Regions from separate parts of the Gossypium raimondii genome. Here region 2 is linked to region 1. The links are chromatin contacts, called in public Hi-C maps. All regions are on one chromosome and are shown on one strand. The core of a region is the stretch at or near the end of the contact, and the rest is flanking DNA. Distances in the headings are between cores, read along the strand shown. Region 1 overlaps LOC105783717 (inorganic pyrophosphatase TTM2). Region 2 holds the start of LOC105783505 (ceramide synthase 1 LOH3).

Evidence for each region. A called contact is a pair of places that touch in the nucleus more often than the background predicts.
Region 2: a Hi-C map of leaf shows a contact between it and region 1, with 2.5 times the contacts expected there. The contact joins the promoter of LOC105783505 here to the enhancer-like site in region 1. A contact is called at or near these places in 2 of 2 Hi-C or Micro-C datasets (both in leaf).

What each region holds. Positions count from the first base shown.
Region 1 is chr13:18,942,253-18,948,071 of ASM2569854v1, forward strand. It overlaps LOC105783717 (inorganic pyrophosphatase TTM2), which reads right to left. Exons shown (of 13, transcript XM_052626848.1): 8 at 5,779-5,819; 9 at 5,180-5,302; 10 at 4,983-5,104; 11 at 4,761-4,878; 12 at 4,396-4,656; 13 at 3,501-4,051. The coding sequence ends at 3,830. Among protein-coding and RNA genes, the nearest start is that of LOC105783717, 7.3 kb to the right of the region's middle. Within about 2 kb of position 3,204, the one cell type or tissue checked has open chromatin away from gene starts, as enhancers often do. A contact at or near this core is called in leaf, where this site is marked.
Region 2 is chr13:19,068,814-19,074,632 of ASM2569854v1, forward strand. It overlaps LOC105783505 (ceramide synthase 1 LOH3), which reads right to left and starts at 2,800. Exons shown (of 7, transcript XM_012609007.2): 1 at 2,527-2,800; 2 at 483-712; 3 at 170-325; 4 at 1-62. The coding sequence starts at 2,664.

The DNA.
Region 1 (5,819 bases), core at 1,954-4,453:
CCATCTTTTGGTACACTTCCCATGTTAATACCTTGACCACACTTCTATTATCGACAAGTATTCTTTTTACCTCAAAACCTGCAATCATTGCAAAAACAACCATGGGATCATTCCCTTCCTCATCACATACCAACTCTTCATCCTCGTTACTAAATTCAACACTCCATTTCGCTTGTTGATACTATCTTTTGGGTGCATTAAATGACATCGCACTCCTCATGTGAGCCTTTCTCTTGGCGCTAAAGGTCACTCAATCCTCATCCGTACCCATATTACATGTATCGTACCCCTCACCTTCTGCTTGCACTTGGCAGCAGTGTGCGAACTTTGGCCTTGCTGGGTAATGCCTTGAGCCACAAATTCTGCGAGTTCACCATTTCTCACTGCTTCTTCAATAGCGTCCTTCAAAGAAAAATAGTCTTCAATCTTGTATCCCTCATCATTATGGAAAGCACATCTGTCTCTTGACTCTGACTGTCTTGCGCTTTGCCTCATAGGGAAAGAGGCAAGGAAAATACCCAAACTCCTCACCTGATTCAGAATATAGGCACGAGTAGCATTCAGGGGGTATAAACTTCAAACCTTCCCTAGGGTATGTACCTTCTTATGCGCTCTGGTTGAACTCCTTAAGATGCCCTAGGTGGCACATTCTGTGATTGTGCTCTTTGCTGCCTCCCAGTCTATATGCACAAAAACTAATAAGGTAGACCTTGTCTGTTGCGAGCCCCATCTCTACTTTTGAACTTCCTATCTTCTATCTGGATTGTGCTACGTATTGCTCTCTTTATCTCTTCTGCCTCTACGAACTTGCCATCTTATACAGATCCACCGAAATTTAGGGCCTATTGTTAGTGAAGGAATATTGTACATGCACGTTCTATACTCCTATAATAAAAGCATCAATAGCCCACTAATCTTCAAGGTTCTTTGTGTTCAGTGTTCCACGTAGAAACGTTTTATATAGTCCTACAAGGACTCTCCCTCCCTCTGTTTCACAAATATTAAACCAATAAAAGCACTCATGATTGTTCTATATGCTTTGAACCATCCGAAAACATCTGACCTAGCTGAGAAAAACTTCTAATAAATCCTTCAGAGAAAGACAAGTATCAATCCTTCGCACTTCCCTTAAGTTTCTTAGAGAAAGCCTTGCATTTTGCGGGATCCAAGGCCCCCAACACATTCATGTAGTCATTATACTACATAAAATGAGCTCGGGGGTCCATCCTTCCCTCAAACATGTCCTTCGGGACCTTGAAATCAGCTGGTAAATCAACTGTTGCTACCTCTGGAGCCAAACGATTATTGGAACAAAAAAGTCAATTCATGTCTTGAGACTCAAGATGCAAAGCCCTCACATCTTGTCGCAATGCATCCATGGTTGGTCCTTCCTCCTGTATGGCCACATTATCATGAAAATTAGAGTTTTCAGATTATACCTTTCTCCTAAACTCTTCATTTTGCTTCGAGAGTCCCTATTGAAAAGCTTGTTGTTACTCAAATCTCACATTCTGCAGGCCATCTGATCCTTCATCAACCTCATCTGTTCTTGAAAAGCCAAGAACTGTTGCTGCGACGCTTCTTGACTAGAGAAAAATGGTAACCCCTAGCCAAAAGGAAAATTTAAGTCAAGTGTGTATGAAGCTCTCGTGTGGGTCATGTTACCCAAGTTTTTCGGTTAGTCAACAAACCAGCAAATAAATCTATCTCGATGGGTTGACCACTTGAACCCGAAACTCCAGCCTATCTAAATAAAAAGTTAACGGGGGAATTCTCATTAGGGTGAGCCATACTGATTTTTCAAACTAAAAGAAAATCTATTAGTTGGAAATTTGTCCAAGCTCACTGCACCAAATTATTGAGTGTTTTTATTGTGTCCTCTTAATAGGGAGAATCGGGTATTTATATGGCATGGTTACTGTTCATGGAATTGACATTCTAGGTAGACTCCATACATGTCGACACGTATGCTCTCCTAAACTTAACACATGTTCGTTGGTCTAGGTGTTCACCAATTCACTCATTTAGCTTTGTACCCTGTGCTTGAGAACACATAGAGACATGCAAACTGGGCTCGCAAGCTCATCTCGTAAACCCGTTAACGTATCCACTTGGTGGGGTCTAAACTCAAGTCGCAGGTTGACAACCCGAGTTTCGAGTCGGCAATCAAATATACCATAACATAATACACTGGGAACTTGACTTCGGAATGGAATTCTTAGTCCCAAAGTCAAGGTGTTGATTTATAAAGGTTTGAAGGTAGGGTTGTGATTCAAAAACGCCAAAAATGCTTTGGATAGAAGAAAAGAGATATCGTTGTGAAAGGCTTCCCAAATTCTTTTACCACTGTGGTTTGAGATATGGTAAAAAGGAATATGTTTTTTCAAGTTGTGAGGAATATGACCCAATGCTTCGAGCTAAGAGTAATATCTAAAAGGGTTCCAGGAGGATGAAACATGTACTAGTCAATTTGACTTTGGGGAAGCCTTCACCTACAGCCTCCCATGTCTTAATGAGGTTCAGGGTTATGGTTAGACCTGTTCATGAGTCGAGCCACCCAACTCGGCCCGAAGACCCGCCCGAAATGCAAGAGGGTTTAGGTAAAAATATAGGCTCAAAAAATAAGTTTAGACAAAAAAAAAAAAGACCCGTTTAAAAAACTAGCTAAGACTTGGGTAAAGCATTTTTTACCAGGGCCCGTCCGAATTTACTAAAAGACAAAAAAATCTATTTTTTTAATATTATTTTCTTATTATTTTCTCCTTATTTTGCTACCGTTTTATCATTATGTTATTACTATTTTGTTGTTATTGTTTGAATATTGTATAAAACTTATTTTATTGTTAATTTTTTTATTATTTTAAAGACATTTATTAATTTTGTTATTATTTTAGAGGCATTTGCTTGTTAAGTTATATCTATCTTAGTGTTATTTAAGTAAAGATATTTTTTAAAATTTATTTTCAATTTGTTGAAAAATATTTATTTTGATATTTTTAGTATTCCGATGTATTATATATATTTTTAAATTATATAAAAATTAATATGAACGAGCCGGGTCAAGCCTAAGTTTTAATATTTTTATCCAGGTCAGATTTGGACAAAATTTTAAGCCCATTTTTCAGGCCAACCCAGCCCATGCACACCTCTAGTAGTGGTTTAACTATATTTAATGAGTATTGAATATTCAGAGCTGTACCGGATGATTTTCACATGGGAACTTTGACCAAGGATCTATCATTTCGATCAACTTCGAACGGCCCAAAACGGGCTTTAAAGAAACCAGACCTTTGGATAATGGGTTTTTGGCAAAGGGATTCATACGCATCGTCCCCTACTATGAGGTGTTCTCTCTTGGGCCATTGAGAGACTTTTGCTGAATGTAGTTCGGTCTTCACCAAGGTTGCTCTTGCTGTCAACTCGTAATTATCAATGATAATTCAGCTTTAAAAAAGAGTAAAAACAGTTTCATAAAAGATTAAACAATTATAAGTCAGTAATGAAGTGTGGAACTATTAGCTGCTGCTATTAAATTTAACCAGAGAATGAATGTCTCAAAGGAGTAAACGAGAGGAAGAGAAGTTCCCACAAAGTGAAAAAGGAAAAATGAAAAATTGCCATAGATGAGCACCCCTTTGCCGAAAAAAACCCTCAAAAGGCAAACCTTAAAAAGCATTTGCTTTTGTTTTGTTTGGGCCCCTTAACTCTTTCAAATATCAGTCTCAACTTGTCTTTCTCGAGGCAGAAGATTAGTGCCCTGTAAAAAGAGAACACTTGGTGGGACAAAAGAAAATCTTAAATTTGTGCAAAAATACTCCAGAGGTCTGAATCAGTGTCGGGTTAAAATGCCCCTATATAAGAAGATTCCCAGACCGCCAATTGCCAATGTTAATATTACAGGAACTTTTATAGAATCTTCACCACCAGCCATCATGTTTTTCTTTCTTGTACTAGCTGCTTGTGACCTTTCTCCAATTCCCTCACGCAGGAGATTACTAAGGTTGTCTAACTGATGCATGATTTGCCGTTGTCCGCGTGCCACACTGGATATCTGCTTCATAAACAGCTCAAAAATTTTACACAAAGAACTGTAAGTTCAAATCAATAAATATACTTCACAGCAGGAATAAGGCTACTTGCATCAGAACTATGAACACCTAGCCAGTTTACGTATGATGAGGGGAAAAAAAACGATCTTACATCTTATAGCAAATAATTGTATTGTGGCCTCTATAAGCAAGTCATCCTATCCCCTATTAGATGACTTTGCTTCAAAGATAAAATCACAAAGATGGTCCCCAAACTCTCAAACTGGACAGTACCTCATAACGAGTATAATTCAGGAACCTGTGACCCCTTGAAAATAAAAGGGCATAAATAGACCAGTTACAGTACCTCTTCCATTATAGGTGAATCCTTAGCCAGCTGGGAGGATGATGAGGAATTGGGCATTATGGAACCATTTCCTAAACCATTGATGAAGTGAGAAGTTGGAGCAGAGCCATTGCATGATTCAGCTTGGAAAGCCAAGTTTTGTTGGCTAGAAGTATATCTCTTGATGGTTAACTTGGAATTCAACTCTTCAATACGGGTCGTAAACTCATCCATTCTATCATTCAGAGAGGATATCTGTTCTGAAAGCTGAGTTATGACTCCCTAAATAGGGAAGAAGAATAATACAGGAGACTTTAGTTGCCAAAGCATTTCACCAAGAAATTAGTTTAAGATCATGTACAAAGCTAAAAGAGCTACATACAAACCTCATTTGCTAGAGCCGACTCTGAATTTCTCTCACCAAACCGCCGGTTGTTCACATTATATCCAGCAAAGTTCGACATATTCTTCTCCCTTTGAGTAGAATATGAATGTGAAATGCCACTGTTTTTATTAGCAAACATCAACTCTATTTAATTAAATCCACTCATATAGGCCATTTAACAGCATTCTTATGCAGCAGAAAGATATGTATCACATGTTTGTACCTTTTGAGATGCCTATTTCTCAAGGCAACCCTATCCACAGAGGCCCGCAAGAGTGCATCTTTGGGGCTTGACACCAGATCCTCATCTAGGCTGAGCTTTGTCTTCAAATCCTCTGGCAGGGCCTGTCCAATAATTAGATAAGAGCAACTAGCCTACTAAAATTGAAAAAGACATTACCAGATAGAGAGTTTTCATACCATAACCTCATTTACAAGCTTTTCCAATTGAATTTGTTCAATATAGGTACGTGAAATATATGAACCTTCCAAACCAAGCTTCTCTGCAACACATTTTACAACTGACCGGTCCCTTCCTTGCACCTATTTAAGAATGTCAAATCACAATGATCAATACCGGCCTTAAACAGTCTACAAACAGATGGTCTAGTTTTAGCTTAAAGATAACATATTACCACATTATTATGAAGAAAAAATTATGCCTAAAGTTTTAAATGAAATATAAAGCATCAAATTTCCCACATCATTAACTGAGGAACTTAAAATGCCAATTAGGTCATCTCCAAAAGTGGCAAATGGCACTTATCAAGCATTTATGTTGTGAAACATATTAATGGATACACCAATTTTTAAACCTTCCAAAAGATATTGGCAATTAGATAAATCATCATGGAAGTCAAATTCTCATTAAGAAACTCATGATTAAAACAATGTTGTTACAACATAATTCAAGTGACCAAATGAAGAAAGACTTCCAAGGGGGGAAAGAGAAGGATTCTGAAAGTACATTAAAAATATTGCATTCTAGTACTCAAAAGATTTCAGATTCTCAGAAGTACCTGAAAGTATTGACGATTTAGCTGCTCTAGCCAATCAATTT
Region 2 (5,819 bases), core at 1,550-4,049, 130 kb after region 1:
TCTCCAAAAATACATCGCTAGCATCATGAATTGCCAAAACAACAGAGCCAACACGGGCAAATCTGCAAGAAATTGAGTGTAAAAAAAGAAACTGCTATCAATAAAATTTTAAAAAAAAACCTACAAGCCTTAATATCTCATATTCCAGTAAGAACCTGTCACAGCCTACCTAAATATATAAGATAGCACAATGAGGATGACAGTTGCAACATGATGACCCATTGAAACTCCAAAGTCAGAACGCCTTGTTTCCCAGAAAACCAAAGCAAATATAGAGTATGCATAAAATCCAGCAACATACATATAAAGCCCCCTTAATTTCAATCTGGAAAAAAAAACATAATAATTAGTCTATCGAGTTGATGAAGTTGTAGCCTACATATCTCTAATGTACGTGTGATAAATGTGCAAGGATATGTTCCAAGCCAATGCCAATCAAAGCAAAATGAAAAGTTATATTATCTACTGTCAATGAAGCTTACTTAATTTTTTGATCAGGCCAGACCTGGTCTCCAGGCCCTACCCAAAAGTTTCTTGTATTTCTAAACCAGGGCTCATCGTAAGTCACAGAGAGAGCAAGAATTTCCGCTGAAAGATAATAAACGCATTTCCAAGCTGACTCCTTAAATTTTCTGATCTTCTTCCTTCTCTCATCCGTATCACTTTCCATCATTTGGTGTCCCTTTCCGAAAATCAACCGCCTTCCAACTTTCTGAAACCATGTAAGACATTTTCAAAATGGTGACACAAAAAAGGAGGGAGAGAGGAGTGGCCACACTTAGCTAAAACCAGATAGCAACTATATTACATGAAACCAACATGCCAAACATAGACTTGTTTTCCCCCATGATTCAAGACTTCAACTATGCTTATTCTTATCAACTAAGATATTTTATCTGCACATAAAGACCGCCTTACTTTAATTAATTTCAAGTCATTTAGCAAGTAAATTGAAACAAACCATCTCCCTATAAAGGTGAAGGTTTCAAAACTTAGCAAAAATACTGTATATCAACACCGATAACACTTGCATGCATAGAAAATAATCTTAAAGCAAATTCACTGCACAAGCCAACATGATGAAGTTGCCTATTAATTTTAAACATGTGTTCATGAGTAAAGAAATTAAGTTTTTCTTTTAGTAGAAGAGTTAACAAAATCCACAGTTGTTTGTAACCAATTCATAACTACTCAGCTGAAAATGGTAAAAAAATCCTCAGCTGAAGCTTCACCAATAAGAAGTGGTATGTCTAAACAATTGCATGACATTTATTACTTTAAGCCCTCCAGAAAGCCAGTCACAAGAAAACAAAGAAAGAACTAAATTTTAGTCAACATAGGGAATGGCAGTCAAACAGTTTCATCTCCAAGTGTCAAGAGCCTTATGACAAAAAATTCTCATTTCCACTTATTTATAGTTCTTCTGTCTTCTGGAACTAATAAACCCATCACACATCTTAGTAAACTAAGCAGAGCAAGAATCAAGCTAAGATATAGCTGATAAAGAAGCAAAACCATCTAGTTAGCCAAACTCATTTCTATATTAGTCAAGCTACACCAGAAAGACTAAATCCATTAGACTAACATGACCAGCAGTGTTATGTAGAAATAAAGGCCAGAAGTAGCTCCTATTGACAAGCCACCAAATAAGAATTCTCTAGTTGTAGCCCAGCTAAACATGTAGAAAAAGAAAGAAAACTTTGTGCCTTAGAAGATTCGAATCGTTAACAGAAAGAAAGTCTTAGGGAGTAAAAACTACAATTTTGACAACAATAAAAAAGAACAGCATAACTACACTACAACCATCACTTAGTAAGTCCAAACTTCCATATCTCAAGCTAATGTCAGTGAAATAAATAAGTAGTTGTCAAGAACATAATTTTAGCTTGTAAGACAACGCAATGGTACTACTAATTAAGACCAACAGGTTCGACACAGGGCAAGAATCTGAAAGTCATGGATCCGAACACAAATGGGATCTGTCGTAGTCTTCAGTGGAGTTTTGGGAAAAGAGGGAAAGCTATCCCCCATTGTGTAGCCCAAAGAGAAACTTAAATAAAGACAGCATACAGCCATCCAATACCAATGTATTTAGTCTTTACCTAGGCAATAACCCTCAAATTCCTTTTTTTAAGTACATTTCTACTCTGTACTTTATTCATTTTAAATACCAATAACCAAAAATAGATAAAGACGGTTAAACTAGGATCTAATTCCAAAAGTCAAACTGAATTATTTACACCAAGACTCTATCAATCTTCTTGTACAGCATAAAAGTACATGTTAATACCATTCACATGCTGCAAACAAAAAAAAAAGCATCAACAAGTGGCATGAATCTTATAGTGGTCATCCTAGAACAACAAAAGCAACCCATCAAAACAATTCAGCAAATATAGAAGAAAAAACATCAAACACACCAAAAAGAAACAAAATTTAAGAAACTTTTATCTTCTTTTTTTAAAGTAATTAAAAAAACCAATCAAAACATCATAAAGATGGATAAAAGAGATGAAAACCAAGTACCTCAAAGACGAATCTATCGAGAAAGAAACGAACAGAAGGGAAAAACAGAGCAAAGATAGGAAGTACGACGAAATCTTCATAAGCAGGGTAAGCTTCTTGTTCCCAATCGATTGATTTGATGAACTGAATCAAACCCATTTTCCTTCGCGATCTTTGTTCCTAAATTTTCTCAGGAAACAATCAGAAAAAAGAACAAGACAAAGGGTTGTGAACTGTGAATCACATGCACACAGAGTCACAATGTACTCTGCTTCTCTGTTTCTATCTTTTTAATTTGCTTTTATTTGGTCAAAATATAATATCAGTCCCTATATAAGTTAGTAAAATTATATTTAAAAGTTAAAATTATACGTCATATTTTTTAATTTAAAATAATATTGTACTCATTAACTAATAGTATTTTTATCAAAATGTTTAATTTAACATTTTTTTGTCTACCGCATAACACACCGTATGACAAAAGGTAACCTAATAAACATCTCATGTGCACAAATTTTGACTTATGATTTTAATGGTTGTGCTAAGACTTTTAAAATTAATTTTTAATATAAAGATAAATTTAAAATATTATCAAATTACAGGGACTGGAAGAATATTTTAACCGTTATTATTATTTTTTTAATGAAACTAAAGAAAAGTATGCTTTCGTAAAAGCCAAAAGCTGAGGGGGAAAATTAATGAACCGAAAAGAATAAATTTATTACTTTACATATAAATGGCCCCTGCGTTTGTTAGATTCTCTAAATTGCCACTCATACTTTGGTTCACCATATTGCCCTTTCTTTGAAATTGCCGATAAGCCTAGTAAACCCCGCTTTTTGGTTCCCTTGATTTGCACTCAATCGTGATTTAAGTTCAATTAATGGGTAACTACGGAAATTAATTAACAACATTAGATGTTATACATATTTGTGTTTTGACACGGATTTTAAACTATGTTACTCTATTCCCACTTTTTTTATTAAAAATTAGGAGAAGGGAATGAAATTACATAAAATCAAATTCAAATTTTTATACCTGCAATATAATATTGTAACACCCATAACCCGTATCTGTCGTCGAAATAGGGTTACGGAGCATTACCGTAAAATCGTAACTTAAAAGCATACATTTAGTACCTCAACATAAGCATGGCATAATTCATTCAGCTACATGCATATTGTCCCTTAATCGAGCCTTCGAGGCCCTAAAAACACTTTAGAAATAATTAGGGACTAAATTGAAATCAATAGGAAAGTTCATGAAAAAGTTAGAAAATTTGAATTGCAGAGGTCACGCGGCCGTGTGACTCATACTGCTGAGACACACGCCCGTGTGTCAGGCCGTGTAACAATCAAAATAGGGACACACGGTTGTGTCCCAACCCGTGTAACTTTCAAAGATAGGCCACACAGTCAAGCCACACGCCCGTGTGCCAGGTCATGTTCTAGGCCGTGTAATTGCCTGACTTGTATGCCTTAAAACCTATAGGAGACACACGGCTGTGTCGCATGATCATGTGTCACACACAGTTGAGTCACACGTCAGTGTCTTAGGCAGTGTGGACATGAAATTGGCCAAAATCAAGCCATTTCCATCACCAACCCAAACATGTACCTAAAGACATTTTGTGCACAACCTCAAAACCTTACCAAAACATGTATAAAATAACCAATTCAATAGACCATAAATTCATCCAACCGATATGCCAACAAGGCACCTCAAATGCATTTAAACAAACCTTACCTAAACATGGAAACATTACCCCATTTCATACATACACATCAAGTCCAATACCATTTCAAAACTTACCCTATCTTGACTATATTAAAACTATTCCATTACATACCATATTCGCCATTGAAACATGCATTAAAACTTAGTCATATAAACACATACCATCAAGGCATCAAAAGCACCAAAAGCACCAAAAGTACATCAACCAAAATGACATATACATGCCAAACTATTAACTAACATTCAACTAACATCAAGCATAAATCCACCTATACATGCCATTATAAACTTGGTCAAAACATCAAAAACTACCGATATAATCATTGGATAGTGTGATTGATCTTCGACGAGCTTCCAAACCGATCGAGCTTTCGATTATCTATAAAACATAGGAAAGAAAACTACGTAAGCATATAATGCTTAGTAAGTTCGTAAAACATGAACATATCTTACCATTTCAATGCATAACCTTAAAATTAAACATGATACAGTTCAACCATAAGCTTGGCGCAAGCCTAAGCATCATCAACAACACATATTAAAGCAACAACTCATAATTCACCTGAATTAACATAAGGTAAGTCATTATACATGAACAACATCATTTGAAATCATCAATTTCATGAACATAGGTATACTTTCATTGAACATTTCCTTTTCAATCCTTTTCATAGATTCATGACATAAATCATTTGAACACTTACCGTTCCTTTTCTTTTCATTCTCGTTGAACCATTTAGAATAACATCGGATACGCGGGAAGCTCACACAAAGTGTGCTAAACATATAACCTTTCCTTTACATCATTGCTCACACGAGCTATGAAATAGGTCTACTCACACAAGCTGTAGGTTGGAATGTAAGCTACACGATGCAGGACCTCAGCCATTGGTAGGACATTCAAGACCAACACCCAAAACATGGTAACCCTAATGACATGTCATTTGTATCCTACGTATTCCTAATGTTCAAACGGGGCTCGATAATTGTCATAACATCGTTGGATTTCCATCATTTAATTACATGATAAATAACACATGAATATATAGATCAATATAACATTAAAACATCATTTAATCATACAAACTTACCTCGATGATAAAGACGTAGAAACGAGATCAACTAATCCAAGGCTTTACCTTTTCCTCGATCTAGATCCATACAAGGTTTATCTTGATCTAAATAAAAAAATTCAGTCCATTTAATACTTATACTATTCAATTCAGTCCAAAATTCATACTTTTTCAAAATTACACTTTTGCCCCTAATATTTTAACTTCTTTACAATTTAATCCTTAAACTCGTAAATTAAAATTTAAGCAATTTCATCCACATTTCATGCTAGCCGAATGCACTAAGGACCTATATCAACCCATAGAAATTAGCATTTCAAAATTTTATCATGAAATTTTACTACTTTTATAAATAAGTCCCTAAATAACAATTTCATAAAAAATTCCTTTACAAAACTTGTTTATTTAACAATAAGGACCCATAATTCTTTCATTAAACTTCAAGAATCATAAACATGTTAATGGAAAAGCCCTAAATATTTAATAGTTCTGCAAACTAGTCCC